Regions from separate parts of the Bombyx mori genome. Here region 1 is linked to region 2. A link is a contact called in public Hi-C data. All regions are on one chromosome and are shown on one strand. Each heading gives the region's core, a stretch centred on a gene start, on an enhancer-like site or on the middle of the called end of the contact. The rest is flanking DNA. Distances are from core to core; before and after follow the strand shown.

Region 1 (5,650 bases), core at 2,932-5,431, 61 kb before region 2:
TGATAGACGAGCTTTTGAATTGTTTTTAATGTCTAACGAACATTATGATACCGTTTTCTTTGTAGTTTTATTCGCTTCAGTACATAGTATAAAACAAAGTCGCTTTCTCTGTCCCTATATCCTTATGTATGCTTAAATCTTTAAAACTACGCAACGTATTTTGATGCGGTTTTTTTAATAGATAGAGTGATTGAAGAGGAAGGTTATTATTTATAACATCCATTAAATAGTGCAGAAAACAATAATAAATTACAGTTTCCGAAGCGAAGCGAGGGTGGGTCGCTAGTAAATTTATAAACACGAAAAGCGCAACTACTGCTTGTTGTCCTTTAAATTAATACTCTAAGCTGTTTTATTCATACTGTAAAAAAATCAAAGACAAAGATAGAAATTAATGTATTATTATTTAACGATCTAAACACGTCTATGAATACCATTGAAACAATAAAAACGAACATTGACACAATCAATCACTTTCAGAGCATGAATTCGACAGTTCGTATGCCTGTAGGAAGAGTGTTTACACGATAAACATTTACTTAAGGTGTTTAATTATAAATGAACGCGTAACTCTACACCTCTCGCTATGATTGTCCATTGAAGCGATGAGAGAACGGCGAAGTGCTAACCGCGGCTGTTTACCGTAATATTCTGTCAAGGAAATCTGCCTCTTGCGAAAGATTTATTATGTACGCGTACTCATTCCTAAAATTTTAATATTGAAAGCAATACAACTAAATATAGACTAGAATATATTCTATATGTAGATGTGTTCAATGTTGAATCTTTAAACCTTTCAGGTTTGAAAAAATAAAAAAAAAGTCAGACCATGGGCGTCAAGTTGGTTCTTCAGTCGAATATAAAGTCACTAATACATACATACTATATAATTCCGCTTGATTTCAAACCAAGTTTATGTACCGAATTCGTTACCGCAATAAAAATATCAAATCGAAAATTTATCGATAACTAGCTGACCCGGCAGGCTTCGTAGTGCCTCAATCGATAAAAAGACCTAAACTTTTGTATAAAATAAACTTACAACAAACAAAAGGAATCCGTCCGAAGGGGGACACATCAAAGGATAAACAAAATTGTTATTTTTATTTAATTCTGAGCATTTTCATATTTATCTACCTTTTAGACCTTCTCTGGACTTCCACAAATAATTCAAGACCAAAATTAGCCAAATCCAGTCCAGCCGTTCTCGAGTTTTAGCGAGACTAACGAACGGCAATTCATTTTTATATATAAAGATAAAGATAATTCTCTACAAAGGCAAAAACTTCGATAATTCAAAATAAACATTAAAACATTTTCCAGCTTTGGTCGTTTGAAGAATATTCTTCGTAGCTTAGATATTACGAGTAAGTATTGTGCGAATACTTGACACGAGCAAACATAAAACCGAGTGGAGGAGTACTTCACTTATTTATTTACGAGTTATTTATTCACGGTACATTTTATCCTATTGCTTACACACGCGTTTCATAATGTTTCGGGTCAGTCAGCGTGTAGCCGAAATACCCTTAGGCTACCAGCAAATCAGTAGTGAAAACAAAAAAATTTTTTTCAATAGTTTACGATCCCAAATCCTGGGTAAGTTTTAGGTACGTTATTCTATTAGCATAATAAGCAAAACTTAATGTTGCCACTAAGTCCTGTGTTGGTTAATCTGTGCGTTTGTTGGCTCTTAGCGTCGTAATCATCCTTTACTTGTACCACGATAAACGCTGACGTTGCTATCAAAAGCCACTTAAGTCAATTTGTAGGCGTAAATACAGCCTTATAGTTATGAACTTGTCACAGGTCGGATAGTTTAAAACTAATTCAGTATGACTTTCTCGGTCCAGTCAGTGGCCAAAATCAACCACTGCACGTGCTTCAGAAAAGTACAAAGCTACGACTAAAAATGTAGCTGTTATAGCAACTTCGTTGAGTAAAAGAACAGTAATGTTGGTACTTTATTTGCACAAACTATCAAAATTTTTTCGTTTCTTATTTAATGCGCCTTTTTGTCTTTTGAAATCACTATAATATAAGTAATAACTGAAAACACTTCCGAATAACATTTGCCAGTGTGCAAATTCACGATCTAATCGCATTAAAAATTTATAACTATAATATAAAAAATAAAATTCTCCTATCAAAGTTTAAAATTTAGTACCGAAAAGATCTGGCACATCGACCCAAAAAAAATTTATTTAAACATACCATTCATTGCCATTTGCAATTGCAAGCTAAAACATTTAGTTAACAATTAGTATAGGCTAGGTTGCTTGAGTGTATGATATAGTTTGTATTAATTCATTTCCAATAAATTGTATAATATAGATAAAGTATGTGTATTAAACCTCACACAGAGCGAACGGGTCAGTCAGGTGAACTAGATCAATCCCACGAGGGTTTCCAGCTAACGAACGCACGTGTGCTCATTCGAGCTGTTAACTAGATAACGATTCGATGGAAAAGGGGTTATATTGTGTCTCTTCATTCGTATCGAACTGATATAAATAATGTTGGTAGGTACTCCTTAGAATTCCTGCGTTATATCAGGCGAACTTACGAACTAAGTTTCGGGATCCACATTTCGGATTTTAAGCCATGAAATTATTACTAAAACCTTGATATAAATTTTGTGGAATTGAAGCTGAAAGTAGCTTTAATTTTTTTCCAATTGCAGCCCTAACCAAGCCGAAAGCATCCACGGCTTCTTTATCGAAGTTGAGTAGGTATACCCAATTACATAACTTGCCCCATATAGACCGCTATTCAGGCAAAACTTCGATGGCGAATTTATTGATAGTTCCGTTCCAATAGATTGAAAATTGAAAAAGATTAAGCTTTTTAAAGCCCCTTTGAACACGATTACAAATAAAGTTAAACATAACGAATAATTCGTATACCAATGATTCCTAAAATGTATAACTACACGATATTATTTTACAGCTAAGCAATTATCTCAAGTTACTAAATCGGAAACTATTATTACTAGAGTGCAGTTTCCACAAGCGGCTTAAATCGTCAAAAGGCAATCCTCTAGTTCGTTATTTTGGGTATCAAAATTGGATAACAACTCGTTTTGAAATATTTCATAGAAACGATTTAAAATTACATCAAGGAGTTACATTCAATATCACGAGTCACACACAATAAAACACTACATATGTATAATAAAATATTATTATCAATGAGAGTAGATTATTTCTTATCTGTTACGTTCACAAAATACCATAAAAGACGCGTCACGGTTAAAGACCTCCCGTTTCCAAGCATTATTATAGTCTTTTCAAACTATACAATGTTCCGCTTTTTTTACATATCTCATGCTTTTGAGTCTCCTTTCTTCTTCTTCTTCCTAGCGTTTTCCCTGTCTAGTGCCATGGTCCGCTTTCCTAATTAACCTCCTCCACTTTGCCTGGCGCCGACATCTTTTAACTCACCTTTCATTATTGAATAATGCTATACTTTAACACTAGTTAATTCCACGACTCGCAGCGACTTTTGCTTTACTATTTATTAAAGTATGTATTGTAGTACCTACACATACATTTGTTCGCGCTCCGCCTATCTTATCTACCTTTTGGTTATATGCATTCGATTTCATAACATATAGTTATACTATACGGACGAGATACGAGGGAAAAGATCGAACATGAACAAGGAAGATATCGACATACATCAATGTATCGCAAAATTTACAACCTATCCATGATATTCTAGATCCCATAGTCAATTTACAAAAGCATACTTATTTTAATTTGATGTTTTCGACTAGCTATGTTGATCTTTACGATAGATACCTTGATCAAAGACATAACTATTTCCGAAAGTCCAATTTAGATACAGTTCAGATGTTTTTTTTTTATTGCTTAGATGGGTGGACGAGCTCACAGCCCACCTGGTGTTAAGTGGTTACTCTAGCCCATAGACAATTACAACGTAAATGCGCCACCCACCTTGAGATATAAGTTTTAAGGTCTCAAGTATAGTTATATATCTAGATGTATTTTCAATAGAAATTATAAAGCGAAAAATACCGGTTTGAGACGAGAGTGCGTTGACCTCTCGTTGAATTTTCGGTGGCTAAACTTTTTTTTGTCGAACACAAACGACGCGACGGGAGAGAGCGCGGAAACGAGCCAAACAAAACCAACGTCGATGCGACACAGCAACGCGACCGACCGCGAATCACAAAGGCACGTAGAGTAAGTATAATACGAAAGGCCGAAACGAATGCCCCTATACAACAACGCGGCGCGGCGCTCGTTACGATTCAACCGAAATAAGCCCAATTTTTTCCCTTGAATTTTTTCGTTTCCTGTGTCGAGTCGAGTACACACACACGTCAATTTGGGTATTTTCAAACGTGATCGAGTCATTCGTTTATAGTTGAATACCTGTGTCACGTTCGTCGGCATGCTCCAATGCATACAATTTAGGTAAATAAATAGCGCACGCTATGCAGTCGTAATAAAGTCGAAAGTCGTAATAACAGAAGAGTTATTACTATAAGATTTCAACTAAAAATTCTTTTAATTTAACTCCTAAAATCAGACACAGATCGCACAATTAACCAGAAGATATTTGTAGACAGCGGTTTGGCTCTGTCCCTGGCATTGCAGAAGTCCATGGGCGACGGTAACCACTCACCATCAGGTGGGCCGTATGCTCGTCTGCTTACAAGGGCAATAAAAAATAAAAAAAAGATAGTTACGCTACTTTCCTCTTCGACTTCCTCATCCCTAGTAGTAACATATCCCGATAGGATACAAAGATACATTATGACGTAAGAGAAACGGCGGTTCGTATAACCGTAGCCTAAATCAAACTACAATATTGTGGACCGCAGTGTCGATCACACTTGTTACGAAAATGACAATAAGGAGAATCGCTCGAACACACGAACCATAGAAAGCTGAACAATAAAATTAACTTCTCACCGTCAGACAGCTCGGTAGCCTTATAGGTGGGCCGTATGCTCGTCTGCCTAAAAAGGCAATAAAAAAAATAAAAAAATTTTTATCTCGGACGTGAATGCCGTCACTTAAGAGACAACGCAACTGTATAGTTTTCCCGCGGTACGCGAACTGACCGTGTGCCATTTCGTTGGAATCGGTTTTTTTATTCATTGCGGGGAGTACTGTTACGCTGTCGTCCGCAAAGATTCGAATGCTTGCTCAGCTTACGACCGGGCGTAAACAGTTATAGCCTTATCGGCTGCTGGCCAGTTTTAGGGCTGTGAGTTGCGGTCAGTCTCTCAATGTGGGTCAAGCTAATTCTCAATATTTATAGGAGGTCCGGCATTTTTAAAACTAACAAGTGCGGACAGTATCCTTTTTTTTTATTGCTTAGATGGTTGGACGAGCTTACAGCCCACCTGGTGTTAAGTGGTTACTGGAGCCTATAGACATCTTCAACGTAAATGCGCCACCTACCTTGAGATATAAGTTCTAAGGTCTCAGTATAGTTACAACGGCTACACCACCCTTCAAACCGAAACGCATTACTGCTTCACGGCAGAAATAGGCGAGGTGGTGGTACCTACCCGTGCGGACTCACAAGAAGTCCTACCACCCGTATTCACGAGAGGTCTGATTTCTTGTAATGGATTGACGTTATAAGACAGTAAGATTGTCTTATCATTCAT
Region 2 (5,506 bases), core at 2,911-5,410:
TATGACTCAGCCTTAGGATCAAATTCAATGGCAGAACGACCGACTTGTTTTCGCAGTAAGCGCCGGTTTTTTGCTTCAATAAAGCATTCGGTAATGGCGATACTGCTAAGGATAGAGCGGTGAGGCACGACTTAGAATAAATTATTCGGAGCGCGCACGCCCAACGTTATTTTGCCGTTTTAATAAAACTTCCAACGAAGGTATGCCGTGAACGAAAAACTTTCTTTTGAGGTTGTTCCTGGGAGGTAGGTATTGGCGGATTGTTTCTCAGAATATAACTTGAAAACTCCTCAAAGGAACTTCGTTACAACTTTTGCAAATTTTAAAATGATTTCAACTTTGGTGATTATACGATTCAACAATTATAAGACAAGTACAATTGAAAATGCAATTTCGAAAAGGGCACATCTCTGAAAATGTAAAATGTTCAGGCCATGAAAAAAACTGATTATTTTCTAAAGTATTGTAAAATTTAAAATATTAACTTTTAGAGATATATTTTAGTGTTAATTAGCAATAGAAAATGACTGGAACTATTATAAAATGGGTGTAGCCAAGTCTCAAAACTACATGTATATGAAAAAACGTATTTGACAAAATATGCGACATGTGCCCTTTTCGAAATAGCATATTCAATTATACAACGAGTATTATCTCGTCGAAGCATCTATCAAAACGGCTTAAATTATTACCAGAAATTTCCATGACAAAGACACAATTGATGTGAATAAAACGCTTCGAAATGGAAGCGAAGCCTGACCGACAATTTCCGATACAAAACGAAATCCAATTAGCCATTCCATCCCGCCGGCTTTCATTAAGCGGCCGAACGAGTCGGGCCGATAAAAAACATACGTTCGCGAAAAACGGCTCACCAAAGACACGTCATTAAACACGATTTAATGTCCAGCATGCGGGCGTAAGCCGTGGTTTAATTACGCAAGAGTACGCGATAAACTACACGTATAGATACTAAGGGAACGCCTAATGGCAACAAGCTGTGACTTAATGAAGAATATATAAATGAAATTTCCAACATTATAAATTACTAGCCGTACTCGCCCGCTTCGCTGGACATTTAAAATTAACATTGTTATTTAATTTTATTGTCATTATTATTAGGGAGTCCAACACTCATATACATATAGCCTATCCATTAAGTACATTTATTTTCTACATGGATACCAAGTTTGAAGTCAATCGGATGCATGGTTTGGTAGTTATAACGGAACATCCGTAAAAACCACTGTAGATTTATTTATTAGTACAGATTGATACACGTGTTATTGTATTAAGTTTATTTAATTCATTACGCTTATGTAAGGCTTTGAAAACATCGATTTAAGTTTCGAAAAAGGCATACAAGTTATGGGTTCAAGATCAAGCGGTTTTTTTATTTTATTTTTTTCTTCCTATGCTGATAGCCTTGAGAGGCTATTTCAGCTTCACCCGAACGTGCGTAGGTGAGCTCACGGGGCTCAAATCGGAGAGTTGCTAAGACTGACCCTAGCAAGAGCAGTGCTTCACAGAATCTACCACCGGATCGGAAACGAGACCCACTGAGAAGATCCGGCGAGAAACTCAGTGTGCTGTGTCTATGGGTTAATTTGCTCGTCGAGCCCTTCGTCGCAAGCGACGGGTTCGACGAGGACGGTGACCGGTGCTTGTGGTACCTAAAAGCACCGTTAAGGGATCGGGAGGATCCGTAATGACGTGCTTTGGGCGACGTCGACTGTTTACCATTCGGTCTACAGGATCGGGTATAATCAAGCGACAAGTACGTCTCTTAATCACCATCCCGGTTGTACAATCAGGAATCATTTAACCGTATTTCATGTGTCTAAAAAGTCTACAAAAAAAAAAAACATTAAAATCTCCGTGCGATCGGTTGCCTCATACCTTGCCAGCCTTCGATCTTGTATCGAAAACACTGAAACAAAAGTACAGCACTAGTTTCGAACATTGTACATTAACGTCGTTCGTACGGCCAATACGTGTTGTACGTAACACTAGTTCGAAGGTAAATAATATCGAAACAGAACAACAACTATCGCACAACTAAAACAACAACTTGCTCGTAACTATGTACAAACTAGACTCGTTAGCGGATGATACACGCGAGTGCTCACACGATTAGAAAAGATGAAACATTATTCTAAGTTAATTTTAAAGTTGTGATCCTATAGGGTCATTTGCTGTATTACAAATGACTCTTTTTTTCCCTACCTATGCTGTAGCCTTGAGAGGCTTTTTCAGCTTCTCCTTGACATGGAGTGTTGCTAATACTGGCCCTAGCAATGGCAGTGCTTCGCAGAATCTACCAGCGGATCGGAAACGCGACCCACTGAGAAGATCCGGCCAGAAACTCAGTGGGCTGAGTCTACGGGTTAATGTATCTCTATGGTAATGTCAGCTAAGCTGACCCGATCTTAATCAGGGCAATGAAACAAAATACACTTAAGGCATTTTGGTGTTTAGAACAAATTATTTATGAAATTTCAAAACACACAAAATACAAATATCCCATTAAAATGAGTCAAAACACTTCTCTTTTTGATGTTGGATAAAATAACTACAGACAAAACTCCAATTCTTTTTTAAACGATTGTTTAAAGTAAAACAAAAGAAAAAGAAGTCCTATTAACGTATAGCTTTAGTACGTTAATGGAAGTGGAAGATAACAAAACGAAAAAGAAAGAAAGAAAAGAAAAAAAAACCAATTTCAGCGTATATCGATAGGTCGCCGCTTTAGGAGAACGGATGCACATCGATAACCTGAATAACCTCACCACTGAGAGCACTAGAGATCGAACAAAGCGATGGAAGAAATAGCTTCGGAGAATTCCCGTGTAAAAATGTGATTTCGACTCATCGTCCTCAAGATAATGTTTATTTTGTTTTGTTATTTCTATATGAATCCTTATAAGTATCAGGTATAGAAATATATACTTTGAATATGAAATGTAGCGAATGTTTTTTCATCTTCGTGTAAGTCTACAATATACGTAAGTACCTCTTTTCGGGATGGAGGGTTTGCTATTGGTCTGAAGTTAACGTCACTAATATGAACTAGAAGCGTCCAACAGGGCAAAGTGAAATTCACCACGGTGGGTTTCACCAAAACGTGACCAGATCCATCACGTTAGTTGACTGCTACGTACCTACCACAGATCGTGGCAATATACGCGCAATGGGTGGACGAGCTCGCAGCCCACCTGGTGTTAAGTGGTTACTGAAGCCCATAGATCTCTACAACCTCTCACCTTGAGATATAAGTTCTAAGGTCTCAGTATATACAGTTACAACGATTACCCCACCCTTCAAACCGAAACGCATTACTGCTTCACGGCAGAAATAGGCGAGGCGGCGGTACCTACGACCTACGACCACTTGAATTCGCGACGTAAAACAGTAGGTTACGTCTAAATTTCTTGAATTGTTGATATTAATTGACTAGTATCGCGTATGGCACTGTATGGCGCAATTAATAAAATTGACAAAGCGAATCACTTTATAGTTCGTTCAACAAACCATTAGTCCGAGACCGCAAATAACATATTTTAACAGAACCGACAAACATTTTAGCTTCTTTAAGATTGTCACGTACGAATCATATACGTTAATACGTATAACAAGCTTTACATCGTATTTCGGATTAGCTGAGTCCCACGATGTTATTATCGTACCGCGGGTGACGCCGCGGGGCGAAGCTAGTCTAAAAAAGTAGCCTAAGTTACTCCTTATATCATCAGCTACCTATCACTGAAAGTCTCGTTAAAATCGTTCCAGCCGTTCCAGAGATTAGCCGGAACAAACAGCCAGACAGACAAAAAATATGTACCGTGTAAATAGTTTTTTTTTATTGCCCTTGCAGGCAGACGAGCATACGGCCCACCTGATGGTGATTGGTTACCGTCGCCCATGGACTTCAGCAATGCCAGGGGCAGAGCCAAGCCGATGCCTACCGCTATTACTTCAACATTACAAAGAGACACTCCAATTTTATTTATATGTATAGATGAAAAACAATGTACCTACCTCCCCACATCTACGCTATCGCGTGGGAAATAAATTGAGACATAAATCCAACATTATGTTCGCGCCGCGTTCGCAATAAACGCGCCGCGTCACAATACTACGGAACATACACCACCACATCTTTGCTGCGAATAAAATATAATACATTGTAAGGCACCTAAACACGTGCGGCACAATGTACGCGAATGCACGTTTTCAATTGTCAACAGAGTTTATTTTTCATTTGCGATAATTTATAGATGCTTCGATATTATCAATAGAACTGTTTACTTATTGTATATTTGTAGTCATCGTGGCCTAAAGGATAAAACGTCCGGTGCATTCGTATCGAGCGATGCCACGGTGTTCGAATCCCGCAGGCGGGTACCAATTTTTCTAATGAAATACGTATTTAACAAATGTTCACGATTGACTTCCACGGTGAAGGAATAACATCGTGTAATAAAAATCAAACCCAAAAAAACAAAATTTTACGCTCGAAAAGTAAAGAAGGTTTATTATAATTTTAGTTCTAGTAATTAAGTAAGCTTATAGTAGTAGTAGCTTATTCTAGTAATTAAGTAATTCTTCTAGTTCTAGTAATTAAGAATAAACTAAGGACTACTAATAGAGGAATATAGGAGAATTGAATGTGACCTCGTTAATTAAATGGGAGAAGGCATTTTTGATGATTGATGGTAATTTACCTGCTCCTTAAAAGTTTGCTATATATTGCTAGTCCCTATTTCACAACAATTCATAATGACCATAAATGTGCGTATGTATTATGTTATCGTTTACAAAACATAATAACCACAAATAAATCACACCAAAAATATAGCGTCCAATTATAGTATATTTATGCGTACAAAACGTTTCGTAATAATATAATTAGATTATTTTGATTACGCAATTACTATCTTGGTTATTTTTATTTAAATCATAACAGTATTTTATTTTAAATTTGAAACAAACTACTTTCATTGAAGACTATGCTTATAATAAATAAATACGGCGATGAAGTAATATCATTGTTGAATAACAAAACCTGTATATGCCTTTAAAAGTCACCTCTAGACGCATTCGTGCAATAGTAGACATGACGGAATAAAATTTTCATTACTACATAATTTGACCAATAATATTCTTGGTAGGGCAGCTGTTAGTCAAGTCTTCCAGACTGAGATCCCCATGAGCTCTCCAACACGTTCGGTGAAGCTAGTATAACCCCATGAGTTTACTAGCAGTATAAGTAGAAAAAAAATATAAATAATCTAAGTGTTTTTTTAGTGACAGTGACGATTAGTTAAAAAAATAAAATAAAAAAACATGAACCTCGCGCTCTGTAACCGGGGCATGGAAACAAGGTCATTACGCTTCTGTGTTCATTACGTCGCTGTTACTATGCTGTGCAGGTGTACACATATTGTAATATGTTTTATTGGTACATTTAATTGGTTTGTTATTGCATACGGTGTGTTTTCAAAAC

What was found. A called contact is a pair of places that touch in the nucleus more often than the background predicts.
Region 1: a Hi-C map of whole pupa shows a contact between it and region 2, with 2.2 times the contacts expected there. The contact joins two enhancer-like sites. A contact is called at or near these places in 2 of 7 Hi-C or Micro-C datasets (midgut and whole pupa).

Annotation. Positions count from the first base shown.
Region 1 is chr26:10,036,797-10,042,446 of ASM3026992v2, reverse strand. LOC101736219 (C-terminal-binding protein) reads right to left here. Exons shown (of 14, transcript XM_062676354.1): 3 at 4,944-4,990. Among protein-coding and RNA genes, the nearest start is that of LOC101736219, 77 kb to the right of the region's middle. Within about 2 kb of position 4,181, at least 8 of the 8 cell types and tissues checked have open chromatin away from gene starts, as enhancers often do.
Region 2 is chr26:9,975,430-9,980,935 of ASM3026992v2, reverse strand. The region is part of intron 1 of LOC101736219 (C-terminal-binding protein); the gene reads right to left. Among protein-coding and RNA genes, the nearest start is that of LOC101736219, 16 kb to the right of the region's middle. Within about 2 kb of position 4,160, at least 5 of the 8 cell types and tissues checked have open chromatin away from gene starts, as enhancers often do.